Regions from separate parts of the Sus scrofa genome. Here region 1 is linked to region 2. A link is a contact called in public HiChIP or PLAC-seq data. All regions are on one chromosome and are shown on one strand. Each heading gives the region's core, a stretch centred on a gene start, on an enhancer-like site or on the middle of the called end of the contact. The rest is flanking DNA. Distances are from core to core; before and after follow the strand shown. Region 1 overlaps LOC102159681 (a long non-coding RNA gene). Region 2 overlaps TAB2 (TGF-beta-activated kinase 1 and MAP3K7-binding protein 2).

Region 1 (6,454 bases), core at 472-2,971, 240 kb after region 2:
AATTTCCAAAAAAAGGCAACGAAACTAAAGCAGGTTACACATCCTGGGAGAGATAATAACTTTGGATTAACCAACGTGTCTATGTTGTGTTTTAAATGTCTTAACCATGCCTTGCTTGTGGCCAATACTACTCTAAAGCATCAAAGGAAAATAAGCAGGTATGGGAGAAAAATTTGGTTTGGAAAGACATTGGGATTTCTTGAGTAAATTGTTATGGATACAGCTCCCCCTAGTGTACTGAACAACACAGGTACCCCTGTGTGCAAAGGCTGAACTCAAGTTCAAGGGCTGATATTCTTATCGCCAAATACCTACCTTATCTAAACAACCTGAGATCTCCCCTTCGCCATTGTTTTCCGTCCTACTGCATAACCAACCACAGACCAGGGAAGAAATGGGGCAAAGTTGTTTACCTAATTTGATTTGAGCATCGGCCACCATGGAAGTACTAAATTGATTCGAATTGCCCAAATCATATTAAAAAGCACAACATATATCCAGCACAAATGAACATCTCCTCAGAAAAGAAAATCATGGACTTGGAGAAGAGACTTGTGGCTGCCTGATGGGAGGGGGCGGGAGTGGGAGGGATCGGGAGCTTGGGCTTATCAGACACAACTTAGAATAGATTTACAAGGAGATCCTGCTGAGTAGCATTGAGAACTTTGTCTAGACACTCATGTTGCAACAGAACAAAGGGTGGGGAAAAAATGTAATTGTAATGTATACATGTAAGGATAACTTGATCCCCTTGCTGTACAGTGGGAAAAGAAAAAAAAAAAAAGAAAAAAAAAAAGCACAACAGAATTTACTTTAAAAAAATGTTCTCATGAAGAAAGGGAAGGAAATTAGGAAGAATAAGCAAGATTAAAAGATAATTCCTTGTGAATTATTTTCCTAAAAATATCATTTGCATTTTTCATCTTCTCTTTGTCAAAATGTTAGTCATTTGCAAATATATTTTCCTCAATCAGGATACATGGGCCATTGGAAAACCAAAAAATGGACCATAGCAGAGGGAAAGCAAATCCAATGTGGGGAAATGACTTACATTAAAACAATGCTCCTCAAAGCACAATCTCCAGAACCACAGGCTCTTAGTGGATCTTAGTAAGTTTAATGGCAAAAATTTTGAGAAATGTAGGGTTTGACAAAATAAACTGATTTTTCTTTTTTTTTTTCTTTTTAGAACCACACCCATGGCTTACGGAAGTTCCCAGGCTAGGGGTCAAATTGAAGCTGTAGCTGCCAGCCACAGCAACGCCTGATCCTTAACTCACTGAGTGGGGCCAAGGATTGAACCTGCATCCTCATGGATCCCAGTCAGGTTCGTTAGCCACTGAGCCATGAAGGGAGCTCCTTGACTGATTTTTTAAATTGCGTTATTCCTCTAGGCCCTTAGCATGCTCTTAAAATCCCACTGTACTGTGTGACACTAGTCTTTGAATTTCAGCATTTCCCAAATTAACACGATGGTTTTTTTTGTTTTGTTTTGTTTTTCCCCCAATGCTTAACCCACATATCTGCTTTGTGAATTATCCTCTGGGAATATGCACTGGATTAGAATTTCATTAACTTTCAATTAAAGACAGAGAACAAATAGGAGAGTGTGCCAAAGGAGGAAAAAAAGGGGTAAATTTGATACAAACAGCAAAAAGGGTAGCTGTGAGGAAGTTCGTGGTTAGTGTCATAACCCTCCTTCGCATGTGACCCATTAGTAACGCAACATATTAAAGTCTCAGCCCGTGATGGTCCTGTGGTGGGTCAGAAGGATTGGCCAGGCTGAACCCATCACCAGCCCAGAAGGTCATTGTCAGATTTCTCCCAAAACATCGTAGCAATGATGCCACTTGAGAATGAGAAACAAGACTCCAAAAAGTAAACTACCCCATCCTCTCAAGTTTTCAACTTTTGTTGAGACTTTTCCATGTACACAACCTACACTACGTCATAAGGATGGCTAAGTGCCTTATCATTAGCAGGATCATAGGTGCTTTCAAGGAGTCAGAGGAAGCCTATATCCAGTAGAAGCTGTGAGTTGAAGTCAAACCCTCTCAGCTATGTAAACTCCCAAAGAGAGTATTGAGAAAAATGGAAACCCACTGTGTAGCTTGTCCTGGATTAAGAGCACAGGATCAGAACTCTGATTCACGTCCTATAGAACGAGCCTCTCCTATCGGCTCTGTCCACATTTCCAAAAAGCTGCCCTCCCTCAACTCCCTGGTATACTGGGCAGCACCTGAAGATGGGAGGGGTTGGGGGCCGCAGTGGACCTGGACCTACATGTAATGCTATTCTCTTTTGCAGGGGACCCAGCGTTTAGTAGAGAAAATCTTGGTCAGCCCCAGCAGGACTGTGGCTGAGTCTCTTAGCTCATGGGGGTGGAGGGTGGGATGAGTTTCATCCCAGAAGCAGCTCTCGGTTGTCAAGGGATGTCCTATTTTCTTCCTAATGCTTTCCAGCTGGGTTGACTTCAGGCGTGGGGAGGTCAAGTGATTTACTCAAACGCCCAGTGAAAGAGACCAGCTGGGACTTGAACTCCGGGACTGCTGGTGCAAGGCCCTGCCCTTAGTCGGCCAATGCTCTGCTTCCCGGTTTTCGCTTTTTCTCTGAATTGCACCAAGCAGCCAGTGTGCTGAATGTGGCGCAGCCCGCCCTCCCGGCTGTCCTTGCTCAGGACTGGAATAAGAGGCATGTTACAGGTCAGGTCTGAATGTTCTGGCAGTGCAGCGGAAAGCAGATCGCTCCATGCCTGCTCAAAGCATACAGTGTCTGGCGAGAGCCGGAGTGAAGATAGCTACACCCACACGCCAAGATTCCAAAAGGAAAAACTTAGCTCACATTTTTCCTTTGCATAGTGATTTTTCTTCCCTTCCTTTTTGCCCTCTTTTTAAAATTTTCTGTCTTTCTTTCTTTCTTTTTTTTTTTAAAGGGAATCCCCATGTTTACAAGTTGAAATCCAAAATGCACAAATGGTCAGCTCACAATTCTTTGACCCGTGAACATCTGTGGGCCTGGGTGTTCCCTGGGAATCGGCAGTGCCGGAGCTGTGAGCCAAGCCTGCCCTAGGCAGAAAGGAATTCTCAAGAAGTGCAACAGTCGGTGAGTGGGGAAGCCGGCTAGTGATCAGGGCCTGGTTATCCTCTAGCCTGGTTTTCCAGGGGCATGTCTGCACTCAACTTCAACTCGTTTTATGAACTGCATTTGACTTTATTTTTTGAGATGGGTCCATCGGAAATGCTTCACAGGACATAGGACATGAATCTTCATTTTGCCTTTAAGAAAAATAAAACTATAATCTGAGATGGGCAAATGTGGTTCAAGTCTGTTTACCCAGAAACAAGAAGCTCTCTGTGTCTGTTTTCTAGAAAAATCTAGAATGTTTTTGAACACCTGTCTCTGAGGACTGATGTGCTCTGAAAGTCAATAGGGTCTCCCTCTGCAGAAGAGGGTCCGGCAGCCCCAGCTCCTAGGAAAGTCTCATGGGGCACCTCTGGGTGCTGCCTTCAGATGGCAGGTGACCCTGGGTGTGGCTAAATGTGCCTCCTCCTTTCCGTTCCGGATGGACTCTGGCTCTAGCTTCATTTTATAGTTTTAATTTGGTAGTTTCTCAAAAGTTAAGCAAACCCTCAATGGAAAAAGTTGGCCTGTGATGTATTTGCGCCTCCCATCTGGACCTTGGTTGCCTCCTCTGTAAGAGGAGGGAATGGCCCAGATGACTGCTGAGCCCACTGCAGCCCGAGGAGTCTGGGGTTTTAGGTTTGCTTCTCTGCTACCTGGAGTTTAGTTTATGTGCTCTAACTTTTCTGCTGTCACCTGGCTCTCATGGGCTGAACTGGGTCCCCACGAAATTCATGTGTCGATGCCCCGCGGCACCTTGGAATATGATTGTGTCTGGAGACAGGGTCTTCTCAGAGTGATCAAATTAAAATGAGGTCTTTAGGGTGGGCCCAGTACAACTGGAGTCCTGATAAATGGAGGAAATTTGGACATAGACGTGGACGCACACGGAGGGAAGGCCACATGCAAGCCAAGGAGAGAGGTCTCAGAAGAAACAACCCCACTGACCCCTTGATCTCAGACTTCCAGCCTCCAGAACTGTGAGAAAATAAATCTATATTGTTTAAGCCACTCTGTCTGCAGAGCTCTGTTACAACAGCTCAAGCAAAGTAATATACTGGCTTGTATCACAGTGACTTTTCCGAGCTATGAAAGAAGTTCCAGGTGGTTTGTTTGTTTGTTTGTTTTTCAACAAACTCTTAATACTGGTGTGCGTCTGCATCAGACTTTTCTTTTGCAGGATATTCAGAATACTTAAAAAATTATGTATTTCTTTGTCATCAGATGGAAGTAAATCATTTTAGTAAAATAAATCCCCTTTGTTTTGACTTGAAGGGAGTTTCATGATTCTGACCCACAGAACTGTTTTCCTGCCTGAATGGCCATGGAGCATCACTCTGCCTTTTGAGAAACACTGCCATTATCTACAAAATTCATTTAAGCCCAAATGGCTCATTGGATAGGCCTGCAGGTAACAGCACACTTATACCGAACTTCTGACCACCCAAGCAGCACCAGAGGGGGCAGAGTCCTGGTTCTGTTTAGTTCTTTTGTCTTGAAAGTTCACTCAGAGTCAAACATCCCGTGACTGGGTTACAGACTAAGTGAGAAAGAAAGGGAACCACGTAGCGCTTTGCTGACTCTCAGATTCCTACCTGAAGTAAAGCATGTTATTACCCAAGTGCTTTTTTCTTTCGTTTAGAATCAAGATTCTGGTTCTTTTCTTTTACAAAATAGGCATGTGGAGTTGGCCTCTGTCCAGTCCAGTATCTGAAAGCATGGAAATGCCCTTCCTTCGGCCCCTGTAAATTCCGATTGAGGCAACAGCAAAACCTCTCAGGGAGAACATTTCTGGATCAGAACCTGCTCCCTTGGGAGGTTAGCATCACCCAGCTTTGGAGGGTCTGCATGTCTGAGAAAGAGATCAAGGTGCAGACTTTGGATCTTGGAACATTCCACCAAGTGACGTGGAAAGGCACAGCCTTGTTCTCCCACGGGACCGCAAACAGGGCGTGTAGAGACTCGCTGTCATAGCTGAGGATTCTGATGACGCGTCCTGACACCTAACGGACCAGAGCATATAGTAATGAGGCCAGCAGCTGTTTAGTGCCATCTAATTACAAGAGCAAGAGTTTCTAGGAGGAGTTCCCTGGTGGGCTACCTGTTAAGGATCCTGAGTTGTCCCACCGATAAGGCACAGGTTTGATCCCTGGCCTGGGAACTTCTGCATGCTGTGGGTATGGCCAAAAGAAATGTAGATTTCTTTTTCTTTCTTTTTTTTTTTTTTAAATACGAGTTTCTAGATTTTTAAAAATACATCTTTCCCCAAATCACATCTTAAGGAAGAAGCTTGGCCCCTTAAGAAGGCTAAGGGGGCTGTGAGGAACTGCAGGCACTTTTATTTGCAGCTATCGACAGAATGGAAAAAATGTCCACTTATTTATATTCATTTATTTACATGGGTAATGAATAAGTTAAGGAACACTTCATCTCAAACACAGATTGCTTTTATTTTAGCTAAGCTAATGTTTCAGTTCCATATATATTTTTGAATTGCCATCAATGTCAAACACCATTTTTTTCTTTCCTCTTAAAAAAAAATGATTTACAAGCACTTTTACGGCACTCAGGGAAAGTAGGCTGAAGGTTCATAATAATAATTTTCCTTTTAAAAAACATCCATCAGACCAAAATAAAATCATTTTAATTAACTCCTTCCTGAGTAACTAAAACCTTGGAATGTGCTGAAAGGTTATAATAAATAAGGCAGTCAAAGATCAACCAGCTTAAAATGTATTTTTTAAATTAAACTATGTAAAATGTACAATATATTTCATGAAGTACAAACTGTGTTGGGCTCAGGGCCAAAGACATGTTGTCACGTGTGCCAAAGAAACTGATGAAGTGCCTTGACTTTTAGGACCTGGAGGCTGTTGGTTGGGACAAAATTACATGAAGGTCCTGTAAGGCGGTCCATCAGCAGCTCTCGATGTGATGTTACAGCGACCACTGCTGACAAGAAATGCCTCTGAACACACAAGGAGAAGTGCTTCTGTGACCCTGCACTAAGAGGATGCCTCTTTCAATGACCGATCATCCTGATGTTCAGACGACAGCAGAGAACACTTAGCCAGCCTTAGTTTCAGACACTGCGATTGCACAGTGCGTCGATCAACCATCATTCTTTCCATGCGATTTCAAAGAAATGACTCACCATAGGTCCCAAGCAGCAGCTCGTGCTCTTATTCTGAATATGATAGCTGCTCTCGGGTGGATTTTTACAGTAAGCCTACCGGTAGGGCCCTGCTCTCTCTCAACAGGACAAAGGATATTTCCTCTTCTAAGAACATTCCCCTTCATCACTTCCCGGCCCCAGTTCTCTGAGGCAGAAAGG
Region 2 (6,184 bases), core at 3,600-6,099:
TTATCTACCAAGGAAATGTTGTCACAGAAAGCCTTTCAGGCACTTAATAATAAGTATCAAACCCTCTTCACAATATGCATAAAGCTACTTCATTTACAAAGGTTTAGAATAAAGCTCGAAAAATTGTCCGTGTGTCTATACTACTATTATAGGCATACCTACCAAATAAGTATGATTAAATATATATTACAATACATATCCCCCAAATTTTCTCCCAATCACATAATTTCTGGTGCACTTAATGTGTGATAAACAACAGTGTCCACAAACAGAACTAATCCAAATTTTCACAAAATACTTCACATATTAGGAGAATCTTGCTTTTTGTTAATAAATCTTAAAACAATAGTGTATTAAAAAGAAAAATATTACAGGTATAATTTTCAATAAATATGACTAATTTCTTATACTTCAACTCAACTGATGGCTCTCTAGTTTCTATTTCTAGCCTGAATCTTTAACTTAAGTTCCATTTTGTGTATCAAATCACTTACCTGACATGTCCAGTTAAATGTTAAATGTGTTAAATGTCTAGTAGGCCTTACGAAGTTAATACATCCAAAAAACAAACTTTTTTTTTTAGGGCCGCACCCGCGGCATATGTAGGTTCCTAGGCTAGGGATTGACTCTGAGCTGCAGCTGCTGGCCTACTCCACAACCACAGCAACGCCAGATCCAAGCTGTGTCTGTGACCTATACCACAGCTCACAACAATGCCACATCCTTAATCCACTGGGTGAGGTCAGGTATCGAACCTGCGTCCTCATGGATACTGGTCAGATCTGTTTCCGCTGAGCCACAATGGGAACTCCATCCAAAAAACAAACTCTTGATTGCTCAGCTCAAATTTGTGACTTCACTGTCTTCCCCAACTCAGTTAACAGCGACTCCATACTTTCAATAGTTTGGACCAAAAATCAAGAGAGTCATCTTTGACTTCTCTTTTATGCCTCATATCCAATTCATCAAAAATTCCTGCCTATCCAGGGTTTGTAACATATTCAAATTCTGACTTCTTCACACCCTTTCCTGTTGTTACCCTGGTCCAAGCCACTATCATCTCTCATTTGGATAACTGGATAGCTGCAACAATTTCCAGTATGGCTTCCTTGGTGACATTTTTGCCCTGCTCTTATAGTTTATTCCACATAGAACTACCACAGTGAATCTTTAAAAAGGAAAGGTACTATCAGCTAACAGAAAAAAAAGCCATATGATCATATCAATTGACATAAAAAACTATCTGACAAAATTCAATACTCAGTCATGATAAAAACTCTTAAACTAGGAAGAGAAAAGAAACTTTCTCCATTTGATAAATAGTACCTACAAAAAACCTAGAGCTAACATGTACTTAATAGTGACAGACTTGATGCGTTCCCCTAAGATCAGGAATAAAACCTGATCTCACCACTCCTATTACACACCACATGAACTACTAACTAGAGCAGTAAGGCAAGAAAAGGAAATAAAAGGCATGTGAATTGGAAGGCAAGAAATAAAACTGTCTCTATTCACAGACCCATCAGAAAACCCAGAGAATCCACCAAAAATCTACTACAACTTAGTAATTTAGCAGGGTCTCAGGATACAGGGTCAACTCACAGACATCAACCATACTGCTATAAACTAGCAATGAACTGGAAACCAAAATTTAAAACACAGAGCATCATTTACAACTGATCCACCCAAAATGCAACTAAGTATAAATCTAAGAAAACATGTACAGAATTTTTATGTTAAAAGCTACAAAATACTGATGAAAGAAATCAAAGACAACCTAAATATAAAGAGAGAGAAACTGTGTTTATGGATTGAAACTTAAAAATGTTAATTTTCCCTAAGTTGATCTATGGGTTTAAGGTACTTCCTACCAAAATCCCAGCATGATTTTTTTTATAGATTCTAAATTTTATAGGAAACAGAATAGTTAAAATAATTATGAAAAAGAAGAACTAAGTTGGGGAAATTTCACTACCTGGTCTTAAGACTGATTATATAGCTACAGTTATCACGACAGTGTGGTACCAGTATAGGGATAAACACAATGGATCAGACTCTAGAAACAGGCCCTCACAGCAGAGCCATCTGATTTTTGACAAAGGTGCAAAAGCAATTCAATGGAGTAAAGATAAATTTTTCCAATAAGTGGTACTGGAACAGCTGGATATTCCACACATAAGAAATGAACCTTAATCTAAACTTCACACCTTTAAATGAAAATTAAGTCAAAACAGATCACAGAACTACACAGGCAAAATGTAAATAAAGCTTTTTAGAAAACCTGTAGAAGAAAACAGGAGAAAATCTTTGCGACCTAAGGTTAAGCAAAGAATATTTAGACTTGACCACAAAAAGGCACAATCCATAGAAGAAAAAATAGAAAAATTAGATTTCATATATATATATATATATATATATTTTTTTTTTGGTCTGTAAAAGTCCTCATTAAAAGGGTGAAAAGATAAGCCACAGACCAGTGGGAAATATTTGCAAAGCACACAACTTGACAAAGGGTTCAAACCTAGAATATACGAAGAACTTATTAAACTCAACAAGAAGAAAATGAACAATCCCATTAGCACATGAACAAAAGACTTGAAAACTTCACCACAGAGGATGTATAGATAGCAAATACATAGCTATGAAAATATACTCAACATCATTAGTCAGTAGGGAAACGCAAATTAATGCTACAATGAGATGTTACCATATACCTATTAGAATGGCTGAAATAAAAATACACTGATAATACTACATGCTGACAAGGATGCAGAGAAACTAGGTCTCTCACATATTGCTGGTGGGAATACAAAATGGTTCAGCCACTAGGGAAAAGTGGCAGTTTCTTATAAAGTTAAACATATTTATCATAAAATCCAGCAACTGCACTACTGGGGATTTATCCTAGAAAGGTGAAAACATAGTTTCACATCACAACCTGTGCAGAACTGTTCAGAGCAGCTTTATTTTTATAGTCCCAAACTAGAAACACAAAGTCCTTCAGTCAATGACTGAACAAACTGTGGTACATCCATACAATGGTATACTTCTTAGTATTAAAATGTAACAAACTACCAATCCATGAAACAACTTGGAGGGATCTCAGAGGCATAATGCTGAATGAAAAAAGCAACTTCAAAAGATAGCATAGTGTACGATTCCACTCATATAAAAAAAAATTTCTAAGGGACAAAATTTCAGTGATACAGAACAGATCAGTGGCTGCCAGGGCTTAAGGTTGGATAATACAAAGGAGTGTCTCTGTGGTGATGAAACAGTACTAATTCTATATCCTTATGGTGATGGTTACACAAATCTAGACACATGAAGATAATATAGAATTATACACAATCACTAACAAATCATATTCTAAGAAGTGAGGGGGAAAAAAAAGCAAATAGCTCGCATCTTAAAACCCTTCAGTGGTGTCTAATCTCATCCTGACTATTAAAATCCTTACTACAATCAAAAGATGCTACATGAGGAGTTCCTGCTGTGGCACAGTGGGTTACGGATCTGGTGTTGCCGCAGCTGTAGCAAAGGTTCCAGCTGCAGCTTGGATTTAATCCCTGGCCCAGGAGCTTCCATCTACCCCCACCACCCTGCAACACTACATGAAAAGTGCGCACATGCATGCATGCGCACACACACAGACACACACTCGGATCTCATCTATCTTCTCCCTGTCTCTTGTCTGGTCTTCTTGTGCTTGGAGCACAGCAAGCATGCTCCCACCTAAAGGCCTCTACATTTGGAAAGCTCTTTCTCTTTACTACTTCACTCAGACATCTGCTCAAATGTCATTTAATCAAAGAAGATATTGCCCCCAATATAAAGTGATATCTTCTACCTCTTTCTCTCTCCTTAGGAACCTTAAAACCAACAAAGGGAACTCAAACATCTTCTTCCCCTGCTACTTACTGTCCCTGGTATGTTTCTGTATTGGTGAATGGCAGGCACCACACCATGCACCCTGGACCTCAAGCCAGGGCATGTGTGATCCTTACCTTATTCTACTGCACACTCAGTATTCTCTTCTCCAATTCATCACCTACTCTCTTCCTTAATCACAGCGTTAACTCAGGTCTTTATCAATTTTCAAATACATGGTTATAAGGCTAGCCACTCTTCCTGCCAAGCCTGGCTTTTTTCTAAGTATTCTCTACACCGCAGCCAGAGAAGTCTTTCTAGAATGTTAATTTAAATATTTCATAATTTACAGGATGAAGTCAAATCTTTACGGAGAGTACAAGATATCTATATGCTCTTTCCTTTATGCATGCTGTCCTCTCTGACAGAAATGGCCTCGTTTCTCCCAACTTGTCCTTCTTTTCCTTGCCTTTCTGACACACAGATTGTGTCACCTTCCCTATGAAGAATTCCCTTTTATATCCCTTCTTCCCTGAGTCAGACACTCGCTCCTGTAGATTCCTAAAGTGTTTTATGTCTAAGCCTGTCACTGCATTCGCTACAGAGTAGAATACTAGTTGGTATACCTGTTCCTAGAGGGTTAAGAGCAGTATCTCACTCATCTTTCCAATTCCATCACCTAGCAAAGTACCTGGCACACAGCAGGAACTCAAAACTAATTCTAAACTAGTGGATAGGCAACTTAGGATGACTAAAAAAGAAAGTAGACATGAGGCATAGTGAAAGAATGAGTAAGGCAAGATTTCTTGTGTTAGCCAGCTATTTTGCACAGGTGTGTCACAGATGGCATATGAAACAAATTCTATGGCGTTTCTTTCTATTCTTTTGATCATGTGATATCCTACAGAAGCTGAAGTAATGATCCTGTAGCTTGGTCTGGCTAAGATCACCAGTTCAATTTTCCCATGAACCAGTTGCTTCCTCAAAAGAGCACTTCTTCCACTCACAGAGTTACAACAACGGCGCTGAACGGTCATCCTATAATATTCATGCCGTTGTTCCTGTGGGGAAAATCTCATGAAGAGAATGAGGATGTCTCACTCAGCCTGAAAAATCTCAAAAAAGGAAAAGGAGGGGAAAAAAAGAAAAGGAAAAAAGAAAAAGCAGGACCAACCAATACATGTCAATACATTTTCATAACTAAAAAAGCAGAATTGGCTATGAGGAAATGGAAAAAAAATTTGAAACTCTCATTTCCACATGTTTATTTTTCCTTTTCCTTAGAAAATCATCATAAAGTGGCAAACAATACTTACGTGCCGTTCAGGCATACGCTGGTCACAAGGCAAACAGCAAGTTACTCTCAATGCGAATATACAGTATTTGTATTTCCACCAACTTTTATTTGACAGTGATCCCTCAGGTATCTTCTTGAGTACTTTTTCTCTTCAATTCTATTATGTAACTGTGGTGCTTACATACATCTGCTCAAGTTCCAAAGAACAGATGCCCATGTTTATCAGGTAATTAATAAATAGCCTTTTAAAAATTAACCAAGCAATTATACCACAATTTGTACTCAGTGGATTAAAATGGAACATACTCTCTGTTCTGATTCCTTTTAAAAAGCAAATTTTCCTGCTTATATTGCTATCTTTTCTGTAACTATTTTCTAGTGATAACTTAGCATCAATAAAAACCTATGATCAGAAAATGTCTGTACAAAAGGAAACAATAAAAGACAGAATAGTCCCATAGAATGTCAGGAATATAGTATAGTGGCCAAGTACCTATCTTTATACCATAAAGGGAGGTTTCTTCTTTATTTTTATTTCTTAATTTTTCATACAACTAATCATTGGTTTATTTGCTACATAAGATAAACTGCTGCAAGTGACAAAAGAGAAAATTAATTTGCTGACCTGATTATTACTATCATTAAGTGATACATCTCAAAGGACTTGAAAATATGTTGTTTTCAAAAAAGAGGATTTGATGAAAACAAAGATGAAACTTTTCTGTGTACACATTTACATACACACATGCTGACTTTGTTAGCAGCAAAATTATTCAGCTATAACCACAAGACTGAGAAGACCAATATGTATGTACCTCACAAGTCTTTTTGCAACAATAGTATGTCATTTATTTGATGACTAAGGGCTGAATTTCCATCACTCTTTGTGCTTCTGGCTTCATTTTACAGACTGTAACAAAAAATGCACTTGTTTAAAGAGTATTTATTACCTCTAGGATTAGAGATTTACATATACACTACAAAATGCTCTAAACATACTTATTAAAATGCAGG

The links. HiChIP or PLAC-seq counts read pairs in DNA pulled down with a chosen protein or histone mark.
Region 1: a contact with region 2 is called in an H3K27ac HiChIP or PLAC-seq map of alveolar macrophages. The contact joins two enhancer-like sites.

What each region holds. Positions count from the first base shown.
Region 1 is chr1:16,834,985-16,841,438 of Sscrofa11.1, forward strand. It overlaps LOC102159681 (a long non-coding RNA gene), which reads left to right. Exons shown (of 3, transcript XR_001305889.2): 2 at 2,933-3,102; 3 at 4,798-6,454. It overlaps UST (uronyl 2-sulfotransferase), which reads right to left. Exons shown (of 8, transcript XM_021086995.1): 8 at 5,438-6,454. Among named protein-coding and RNA genes, the nearest start is that of TAB2, 230 kb to the left of the region's middle. Within about 2 kb of position 1,722, at least 26 of the 83 cell types and tissues checked have an H3K27ac peak or open chromatin away from gene starts, as enhancers often do. A contact at or near this core is called in alveolar macrophages, where this site is marked.
Region 2 is chr1:16,595,867-16,602,050 of Sscrofa11.1, forward strand. All of the region lies in intron 1 of TAB2 (TGF-beta-activated kinase 1 and MAP3K7-binding protein 2), which reads right to left. Among named protein-coding and RNA genes, the nearest start is that of TAB2, 13 kb to the right of the region's middle. Within about 2 kb of position 4,850, at least 3 of the 83 cell types and tissues checked have an H3K27ac peak or open chromatin away from gene starts, as enhancers often do. A contact at or near this core is called in alveolar macrophages, where this site is marked.